2 separate regions of the Zea mays genome follow, and region 2 is linked to region 1. A link is a contact called in public Hi-C data. All regions are on one chromosome and are shown on one strand. Each heading gives the region's core, a stretch centred on a gene start, on an enhancer-like site or on the middle of the called end of the contact. The rest is flanking DNA. Distances are from core to core; before and after follow the strand shown. Region 1 holds the start of LOC100284130. Region 2 holds the start of LOC100191312 (Deoxyhypusine hydroxylase).

What was found. A called contact is a pair of places that touch in the nucleus more often than the background predicts.
Region 2: a Hi-C map of ear shows a contact between it and region 1, with 2.4 times the contacts expected there. The contact joins the promoter of LOC100191312 here to the promoter of LOC100284130 in region 1. A contact is called at or near these places in 6 of 25 Hi-C or Micro-C datasets (bundle sheath, ear, endosperm and 2 more).

Annotation. Positions count from the first base shown.
Region 1 is chr5:224,395,808-224,400,938 of Zm-B73-REFERENCE-NAM-5.0, forward strand. It overlaps LOC100284130, which reads right to left and starts at 3,754. Exons shown (of 2, transcript NM_001157027.2): 1 at 3,605-3,754; 2 at 1,759-2,596. The coding sequence starts at 3,689. The coding sequence ends at 2,118. LOC103627899 (ABC transporter G family member 28) reads left to right here. Exons shown (of 11, transcript XM_008648215.4): 7 at 1-411; 8 at 492-640; 9 at 711-1,000; 10 at 1,077-1,198; 11 at 1,300-1,727. The coding sequence ends at 1,456.
Region 2 is chr5:224,570,954-224,575,930 of Zm-B73-REFERENCE-NAM-5.0, forward strand. It overlaps LOC100191312 (Deoxyhypusine hydroxylase), which reads right to left and starts at 1,893. Exons shown (of 7, transcript NM_001136746.1): 1 at 1,664-1,893; 2 at 614-747; 3 at 306-532; 4 at 74-212. The coding sequence starts at 1,820. It overlaps LOC100284212, which reads left to right and starts at 2,059. Exons shown (of 6, transcript NM_001157107.2): 1 at 2,059-2,213; 2 at 2,348-2,397; 3 at 3,727-3,871; 4 at 4,649-4,705; 5 at 4,778-4,837; 6 at 4,907-4,977. The coding sequence starts at 2,384.

The DNA.
Region 1 (5,131 bases), core at 2,504-5,003:
GTACCACGGGCCGGTGAAGAAGGTGGAGGAGTACTTCACAGGGCTGGGCATCGTGGTGCCGGAGCGCGTGAACCCGCCGGACTACTACATCGACATCCTGGAGGGCATCGTGAAGCCGAGCCTGAGCTCGGGAGGCAGCGTCAAGGACCTGCCCATCAGGTGGATGGTGCACAACGGCTACGACGTGCCGCGGGACATGCTGCAGAGCTCGTCGGAATCGGAGTCCACGTCCAGGGGCGACGCGGGACACGCTCCGGACGAGCCGTCGTCCGTGGTCTCGCTGCTCTGGGGCAACCTCAGGGACATCCTCGGGCAGAAGAAGGACGAGTACGACTACAACAAGACGTCGGAGGACCTGTCCAAGCGCAAGACTCCAGGCATACTCAGGCAGTACAGATACTTCCTAGGAAGGTAAGGTCAGGTCCGGGCCGGTCCTGTCATGTCTCTGCTGCTGCTTCTTCTTCTTTCTTCTTCTTCCATTCTTCTTCCAGGTGCGGCAAGCAGAGGCTCCGTGACGCCAGGATACAGGGAGTGGACTACCTGATCCTCTGTCTCGCCGGCATATGCCTGGGAACGCTGGCCAAAGTGAGCGACGAGACGTTCGGGGCGCTGGGGTACACCTACACCGTCATCGCTGTCTGTAAGTAGCTCTCCCTCCTGTCCTGGTGCTCCCCTCTCCTGGTCCTCTTCTCTGATAGCCTTGGTCGCAGCTCTGCTGTGCAAGATCGGAGCCCTGCGTTCCTTCACGCTGGACAAGATAAACTACTGGAGGGAGCGAGCCTCCGGGATGAGCTCGCTGGCCTACTTCCTGTCCAAGGACAGCATCGACCACTTCAACACGGTGGTGAAGCCCATCGTCTACCTCTCCATGTTCTACTTCTTCAACAACCCGCGGTCCTCCATCTGGGAGAACTACATCGTCCTCCTCGCGCTCGTCTACTGCGTCACCGGCATCGGATACACCTTCGCAGTCTTCTTCCAGCCAGGTTCCGCGCAGCTGGTGAGTGAGGCACCTGTCGTCTTAATATTGCTCCTGATGAATGAATGAATGAATGAACAACACATGTGTATTCCAGTGGTCGGCCTTGCTTCCGGTGGTTTTGACTCTGATAGCCACTCAGCAGAAGGACACTATCCTTGCCGACCTGTGCTACACCAAGTGGGCTCTGGAAGCCTTCGTCATTGCCAACGCTCAGAAGTATTCATGGCTCACCTCAGCTCATCAAGCTTGTCCCTGTTTGTTGCAGCAACCTGACAAAACACAACATTTCTCTGCCCTCCCTCTCCCTTTGGTTGCAGCTATTCCGGCGTGTGGCTCATAACCCGGTGTGGCTCGCTGGTCAGGAGCGGCTACGATATCGAGCACGAGGCTCTCTGTATAGCGGTCCTCATCGCCAACGGGGTACTCTTCCGCTGTGTAGCCTTCTTCTGCATGGTCACCTTCCAGAAGAACTGAGAGAGGTCGGTCAAGGAAAACACACCCGTGATTCCGTGAACTTTCTATGCCCACGTAGCAGCTCTGTTTTTGTTAATTTCAGTGCAATAGGATTGTAGATTAGAGCCCCTCTTGGTAAGGTATGTCAGTATGTGTAGATGAGGACAGATTCTTGAATAGCAGGCAACTATCAGGGATGCCCTAAATTACAGAGGCGGTTTCTTGCCTAACACCAATGTAAATTTGATATGCAAATTCAGTGTATATATGGGTACGACGACTAATCATGAAATCTGTAGCTCTTCACCAGCTTCCAGCACAAGTTTAAAGTCATAACAACCATCTGTAAGAGGCGCCACAAGCAATCCGTGAATGAATGCAGGCACACAACTGACTACATGATCAGAAATGCGGGCAGTCCATCAATTTATGTAGGCTCTCCTGGATCCAGTTTTTGGTATAGGAAATAGCTACACTACAATAGAATCACAACATCGCGTATTTGATGGGCTCGAAAGCTACACATGAAAAGCCATGAAGTTAAGCAGAACTACAGGTGCAACAGTTAAGGTAGGCTTCTAGAGGCGCTTTTTTCTTCTCTTCAACACACAGGTGACATGTGCGTCTTCTTTATAGTAAAGAGAGGCTTCTGCAGGTTCTTACTGGACCAAACACTATCATATTAATTTTGTTCGGAAGGCCCCTTAGAACTGACCTGAGACCCAGCCAAGTCGTCCAAAGTAAAGCTGATAGTATCTGTCGAACCTTTCTTCACCTCCTCCCCTTGCGTCGCTAGGAAGTCCTCAATGCTCCCTGGCTCCCCAAACCAGCCAAGCCTGTCCGCCATGAGGTGGAGGTTGTTGCAGCCACCGCACCGCACGACCACGACTCCGTTCTCGTACGAGTCCCTGCTGGCCATCTTCATGGACCTGGTCTCGCACACCTTGCACGTAAAGATCATGGCGAGGTCATGCCTTGGTGAGATCTTCAGGTTGGAGGTGTCCCTGACTTTGAGACCGGACTCCGGTGTCGGGACAGAAGCCGGCGGGGGAGTTGTTTCGGAATGCTGTTGGTCCTGGGGTTCTGTTGCAGTATCGCTCGCTCCAGCAGCTTTTAGGAGGGACCTTAGCCCTGCAGCTGCTGGTGCAGGAAATGAGGGTCCTGCGATGACATGAGTTTCCAGATCAGTAATCAACTAATCTGCTCGGCAAAATTGCAAAATATCTACGGTACACTCAAGGATGAAGCAGTAACCATGAATATCCTGAATCACAGCTAGGCAGTCGGTTTATTACTGCAGCAGTTATCGTTAGCTCTTTGTGAAAGCAGGGCAGTAGCAACCAACATCTATTAAAAAAAGGAGACTGGAGACTTGAAAAGCATGAATTGGACCAATGTTTTCAGATCGGCTGATCGGTTCTGATCGCCAGAGGGGCGATCAGCCGACTAATCACGATTAAATCGGCCTCTAACCAGGCCTAATCAACCAATTAGAGAGCTAATTTTCATCCATTTGGGATAGGCGACGAGTGAGCAACTGAGCATTGAGCAACAACGAACACAACACTACAGCAGTACAGGTGTACAGCACATGAGCACAGCAATACAGCCAGGGAGCAAGCCACTCGCCGGTCGGTCGGTTGGGCGTCGGTGAACAGGAAGTCAGGGACTGGTGCCTTGGGGTTTTAAAGGGACATTGCAAGGAGTATATTCCAGTAAATATGACAATACGAGCAAGCTGCGTGGCCATCAGACAGAGAGCAATGCAAGATTCTGGTCTCTACGGTGTCAGTCAATAATAGGTACAAGGTGGGGAGACAGCGCTGCGCTGGACATCCGCATCCCTGCTCTCATTAACGTTGAGTGAGCCTCTGTTAAACATACGGAGAATGCTTGCAAAAAAAATTGAGGCACACGACAGAGGAGGTGGATTCCTCTCGCGAACCCAAAAGCAATCCTGAGCAGCACCTGGCAGTTAAGGAGGGAGAGAGAAATCTGGATGGATCACAAACAAACCATGAACGATGAGTTGGTAGGGTTAGTTCGGACCTCCCTCCCCATCCGAGGAGCTGGAGGGGACGCGCGAGAGCAACTAATAAGATGAGACACAGCAACCGAAAGGGGAGAAACAGAAGAGGGCAGATATGTTGGGGGATGGGATGGGGCTACCTCGGAGGGAGTAGGGAGCAGGCGATCCGGCGATTGCGGCGGCGAGGCGGCGTCGGAGCAGCGGCAGCAAGCGGGTGGTGGCCATGGCGGCGCAGCGAAGGCTGTAGATGAGAGATAGAAGAGGAAGAAGCGGTGCGCTGCGCCGCTGCCTGCCGCCTGCGTCTGTCTGCGGAATTGCATTGCTGGGGAAGAAAGATAGAGGGGCCTTGGTATGTTCTGGGCTTTCTAGTGGGCCTGCCTTGACTCAAATTACATTGAGCTCTCGTTCCGCCGTTCTCCCGTCACATTGGCTTAAAAAAATTATGTCGACGTTTAGTTTTTGGTTTAGGTTTTAGTTGTGTAATTAATTTTTATTTAGCCTATATTTAATATTAGTAATAAATATTTAAATATATAATGCGATACAAACTAAATTTTATAAGATGTTTGGATTAATGAATGAGCTAGTTCATCGTCTTCTTTTTTTTTATTTGATTTGGTTTGTGGAATGGAATAACTCATTTCTTATGGTTAGTTACGTCATTCACTCGTGTGGATCAGCTTCGATTCCAAGAGCTAGCGCATCAGCTTCGCTGGCGGCTGGTCGCTTGGTTTTGGCATCCACAGATACATAAAAAGGTGGGTTTAAAATTGACCACTTGTGTTGTGATATGACATCGTTGGACGGAAAAGTCACGCAGTCACGTCGCTCTCATGCTCAACCATGCAATTTGTTCTGTTCTGCTCCTTTCTGTTTACTGATTGACTAGGTTGCAAAATATCTTGCCTGCTGTACAATTTGTATATTTTTTTTTCACAAACTCTCCTACGTACAACACTATATTAGTATATTTTTGTAAATATGTATTTACATATATTTTAGTTTTGTGTAATCTGGTTTTAAAGTAAAAAAATGAATAGAAGATCGGAGGGAAAGTCTTTATACATAGAGAATAAATTTTTGATTAGAAAATTGATAGGAGAGTTTTCAACGCATTCGATCTATTGGAGTTGGTCTAATATCAATGTGATCATGAGGATAGGGCCTTATCCTAATTAGTTCGTTCGCCAAGTGTGTGTCTTATTCTTGTTTTTTAGGCACAGTTTTACACACGTCGGCGGTGGTACTATATGTTTTCTACGCACTAGAGTTTTAGACCTACAATATAGATAAAGAACCCAGGTTTCAATGGTCCAAGGGCGCGTGCGGGAGGAGTGAGATGGGGAATTTTAAAAAGTGTGATTAGCAACGGGTGGTTAAGTGTAAAATTATTCACGCCCCTGTTTCTCTTGGATCAACATTATGAGGTCCAGATTAGAAGTTTGCACGGTTGTATGGAGGGGTTGGTTTGCACCAGATACGTTCCCTAAGTAAAAATACTCTCTCAAAAGTCAAAACAAATACATAGTTATATTACATAATTTTTATAATGTAACAGTGTCTCCAATCATATCATTTTTAATAAAATTGTGTATATCATCAACTTCTTTTATTTTTAAGATATTATTTAAAAGTTAAAAAATAGCAGACTCAAACTTTCGTATAGG
Region 2 (4,977 bases), core at 643-3,142, 170 kb after region 1:
CATTGTTGGTTGCTTGATTTACAATTGTATAAAAAAAATATGACAACAAGGATGAGCTAAATTTTGAAGAAACCTCATGACGTAGAAGAGCACTTTTGACGCTCAGAGCTGCAACAATAGCAGAAACAGCAGCATCTCCACCATCATTCCTAAGCGCAAAAAGAGCTGCATAACGTTGGTACATGCTCTCTTGCTCATTGAGAAGAAGGCCCCTGAAAAACATCCACCATGTTGATAACGGAAAGGCTGTAGGCATAGGATACAATCAACACATGTAAGAATCCTTTGAAAGTTGTAAATAATACCTTAATTGATCTACTGAAAGCCCATGCTTTGAAGGCAGCGCTGGATCAACTGAGAGAAAGGGTGAAGTGGTTGTACTCTCAGCCCCATTAACTTTCTTATTCTCCTCTATTCGTCCTAGTGCCAGCTCGCAAGTTTCTTGGACCTCCACAGCAGGATCAGTTGTTAGACTTTCCTCCAACACAGGGATGCTCTTTTCCAGGCCAATAGCTCCAAGAGCTTCCGCTGCCTAACCAATACACATACACTACTATTTAACATGAATATCCAAGGACTAGAAGAAGCATATAACATCAAATTCACTGAGTACCTCATGGCGGACAATTGGATGTAGCGAAAGATCTTTGAGAACTGCCACCAGTGCAGGAATAGCCTCAGCATCCTGCATTTGTCCAAGTGCAAATGCAGCCTCATGGGCAAGCAAGTTAGAAGGATCCCTTGCAGCTGAACAATTTACAAAATATGTCAGGTTTTCTTAAGCACAATCTTTTGATCTCTCAAACATGAAATTGCAGAAATCTGAATATGCACAGCTAGCAGCGCAAAAGTGGTGGTTGCGAATCAGGCCCTTGATGTGCTTTTCAATTCTTGCATAACTAGTATAGTACAGTTTTCTTTTTCAGTAATGACTACTAAAAGAAATCTAAGAGATATCAGGTTTGTCTGTAATGGCTTTTGTTGACAGCAGAGTAGCAGACCAAAGTTAACAACATAATCTCACAGTTATACATAGCAGGAAAGGAACAAAAAAGTGGCAGTCATCCAAACTTTCAGGAATTTAATATGTACTACATAGCAATAAATATAAAATAATCTCAACCATTGAAACAATACCAAAATTTGAGATAAACCCTCTAATAGCAAATATATTGGTAATATGTTTGGCAGCTCCTATAATGCTAACCTCTTTCTTTGGTGCTGACCAAAATGTATCTCACAGAAACGCCAAAGTCTAAACCTAAAACAAGTGTTATGAAATACTCCGTATTATTAACATTAAACAACTACTGCTAGCACTAGCACAAAATGAACTAGTGCAGCTTGTTGAGATCAATTTGGTGAATAACATAAAGAATCCATCAAAGTTAAATTTTCTAGTATCGTCAGTTCATCACCTCAGCACTAGTATGAACTGTAAGGACACTAGAGTTTGGAACAAAACCGACGAAGTACCTAGGACTAATGGTGCTGCAATCAAGGCACCAAATTAGTGAAGCACAGTATGGTATCCACTCCATCTACTCGATTAGTTCTGCAAAGCAGCAGGGACCAGAAATCTGTTGCTAAATCCACAAGCTGCTAAAGCCTTCGACCAAGCTTTGAAGAGTAGCAAAGCCGATTCAGTGAAGCGAGACGAGACCTTGGAGGAGGGCGCGGCGCGGCGCATCCCCGCGGAGGTTGCGGAGGGAGAAGAGCGCCCGGAAGCGCTCCGCGATGGGCTGCTCCGTGTTCAGCAGCCGCTCGCAGAGGAACCGCTCCATCTCCGGGGACGACTCGAACGCGGAGGTGGCCGTCATCTCACGCGGGCGACTCCGTACGGTTCACACGCTCCGGTCGGCAAGGTGGTCACTGGGGGCGGCGGCGGCGAAGGAAATCCCGCCTCTCGGAAAGAAAAAGAAAAGGAGAAGACGAGGGACGAGCTCGCGTCGAGTCGACGCCGACCGTCCGATCGGAACGCGCCACGTCACCTCTCCAAACGGACGGACGACAGCGACCAGAGGCTCCTCTTGTCTTGATGCCGGTGGGTCCCAATGGCTTTACCCAGATTCTGGCCCACATGGCAGTTACACGCTACGTGTGTAATCTCGCGTCGGCGAAGCGCGTAGCATTCCTTTTCCTCCTCCCCTTTGCGGCTTCTCGCAGCGCTGCGAATCCCAATCCGCACCGATCCGACGCGAATCGATCGAGAGGTGAGCTCGCTGGATCCCCCCTATCACCGCACTCGTCCACTCCTGTCCGGATTTTCCCTCTTCTTTTTCGTGCTCTTGGCGCCCCTCTCGGCGATTTGCTTGACTCTGATGGGTTTGGGGTTTGGTGCGTGCAGGCAGGGGGCAGCACTAATCGAATCGAGACTAGCGCCATGAACCCGAGAGGGTAAGTTTCTGAGCTTGTTTGTTGCTTTGAGCTTGGGATTTTCGTCAGATGGTGTTTGAATTTAGGGTTGGTGAGCGCGAGCGATTTGTTAGAACGGCTCAATGTGGCTGCCTCACTGGATGAATCGCACGCGATTAGTGCGATCGGTACGCTGCATTTGTTAGGGGTTAAGATGAGTGATTCGTGCTGCTGTTTACTTACCTTGTGCAGATAATTCAGTTGTTGTCCCGTAGTTATGGTTGATGAATTCCCTCCAAAGACAAATCGATTGTTGTATATGACAGTTTCATTTTCCCCAACTCTAAGCTGTTTGAGTATCACGAATATAGGTTTATCAGACATAGAAGTTGGTTTCACATGATTATTGACTGGGCTTAGTTTGCTTCTCTGACCAACGAATTTATAACTAAGAGCTACTAATCTCTTTGTTTATGTGTGCTGATATTTCTCTGCTTCAACAGATATACTTTGCTCACTATCACAGCCTCATGGTCAAATTCTTTCTATTAGGTCCCGTAGTTATGCTCACTATCGCAAGCTCCTCAACTCTGTAGTTGTGCATAACAATATGTCTTGGCAAATAGTCCAATATAACGGAAGGGGATGAAAAGTATATGCTGGAGCAATATAGCTATAATTATATATTATAGAAAAATATAAGAACGGTGATCCTCTTCCGGCATAACAGCAGTACATGAGTTTCACCCAGACAAAATGGACAGACTCTATGGCAGCTATGGATCTCAATTGTATTGCTAATTGGGGCTAATATGCACCACCTACGTCATTGCCTAGTTATTATCACGCTTCCTTTTTTGTCATCTTATAGTAGTTTTCTGTTGTACAAAAGCACTTTAGCAGACAATGCTTTGACTTATTTCGTGATATGGGTCCAGGTAACTGTGTTGTCGGTCCATCACAGAGTATGCAAGTTTCGTGTTTCCGATTCGTGGACCATATATGTTTTATAATTAGTATATTGTTATAACTAATATTGATTATTGTTGAGCTGAGTCGAGTTTTGTTAGTTAGAGATAGAATTCAGAAGGGAAAAATATATGTTTTTTCTCAGTTTAAATAAATAGTTTGGATTGTTTCAACATATTTGTTCAGCTACTTCACCAAATGGATAAGGCTGTTTGTTCTTATTGATTCTAATAATGTAGAATCCCATTTTTATCTGAACATCCTAGGTTGACTGTTCCTTTGTGAAATTTTATTTGAGTAGTTAAGTTTAAATTTGCAACCCCTTTCACTTTGCAGTTAGTCTCTCTTCGTCTATTGATTGTATGCCCTGTTCCTATTGGAAAATTTATGCACTTTGTGCAGCCATCGTAGCAACAGAACTTCTCTCTTCGATGGCATTGAGGAGGGTGGAATCCGAGCAACATCCTATTCTTCTCATGAGATAGATGAGCAAGAAAATGATGGAGCTATTGATGGACTGCAGGATCGTGTCAGCATTCTCAAGCGGGTATTGTGCAACTTCAACTTCTTAAAACATTCTAACTCTGTTGATTCTTTTATGTAAAACAACTGTAGATATTATTATATACTTACCAGCTCAAGAGATGAGATAATAAAATAGGTTTATTAAAACAATATTGTGTTCCTTAAAAAAATAGTTTCTCTCTGCTGCAACTTTAGTGCACAGTATTAGTGTAGATATGGGATTCTTGTCAGCTGCACGCTTTCCTGGATCAGTTTGGTTTGAAATATTTGAAATTAGTTCAGCACGGTTCTCTAGTTAAATTTTACCAAAAAGGAATCTAAGTAATCTGATGGGCCTTGCGACGACTATTGGTGGTTGCATTAATGCAATCTGAATATTTGATTGGCCTTTTCTTTGAGTGTGGGATGCATTTGGTAGCTGTATTAGATACAGCTTTCTTTAAAAGCTGCAATTAGATGAGATATAGAGGAGGAAGACCGGGAGAATATCTGGACAATGGGCCATGTCATGATTCTGGTGTTCTTTGTCAATCTGGTTTCATTCTGTCTGATGTCAGTGTGGACATTCTCCAAAGTCAGCAATCTCTATTATGGTATAGGGTGCTTTGCTCATTTTATTAATGGTACGATAGAAAACAAACGAGCATTCCAACAACTCTTCCTTGGACTAGTTTAAGTTTGTTGGAATTGTTGTAACATTAGGATTCTTTCCCCATTCATCAATCTGGAATTCTGGATAAGCTTTTAGGCAACCATAGGTTTGTTATTAGGTACTGAAGGCTCTTTCACTTACCTGTAGTTGTCAGGCGATATCCATGAAGAGGTGGAGACTCATAACAGAATGCTGGACCGAATGGTACACTTGCCCCCCATCCTTTGCTTGTTGTAAGATCTGAATCTACTATCCTACTCACGTGGACAAATTCAGGGGAACGATATGGATACTTCAAGGGGTTTTCTGTCTGGGACCGTGGACAAATTCAAGATGGTAAGCGACAAGAGAAACAATTAAATTAGTAGGCCGATTGTGCCCTTCTGAGATGATCCATGTGTGCAGGTATTTGAGACCAAATCAAGCCGGAGGATGGGAACCCTCGTCGCATCATTCGTCGCCCTTTTTCTGCTGGT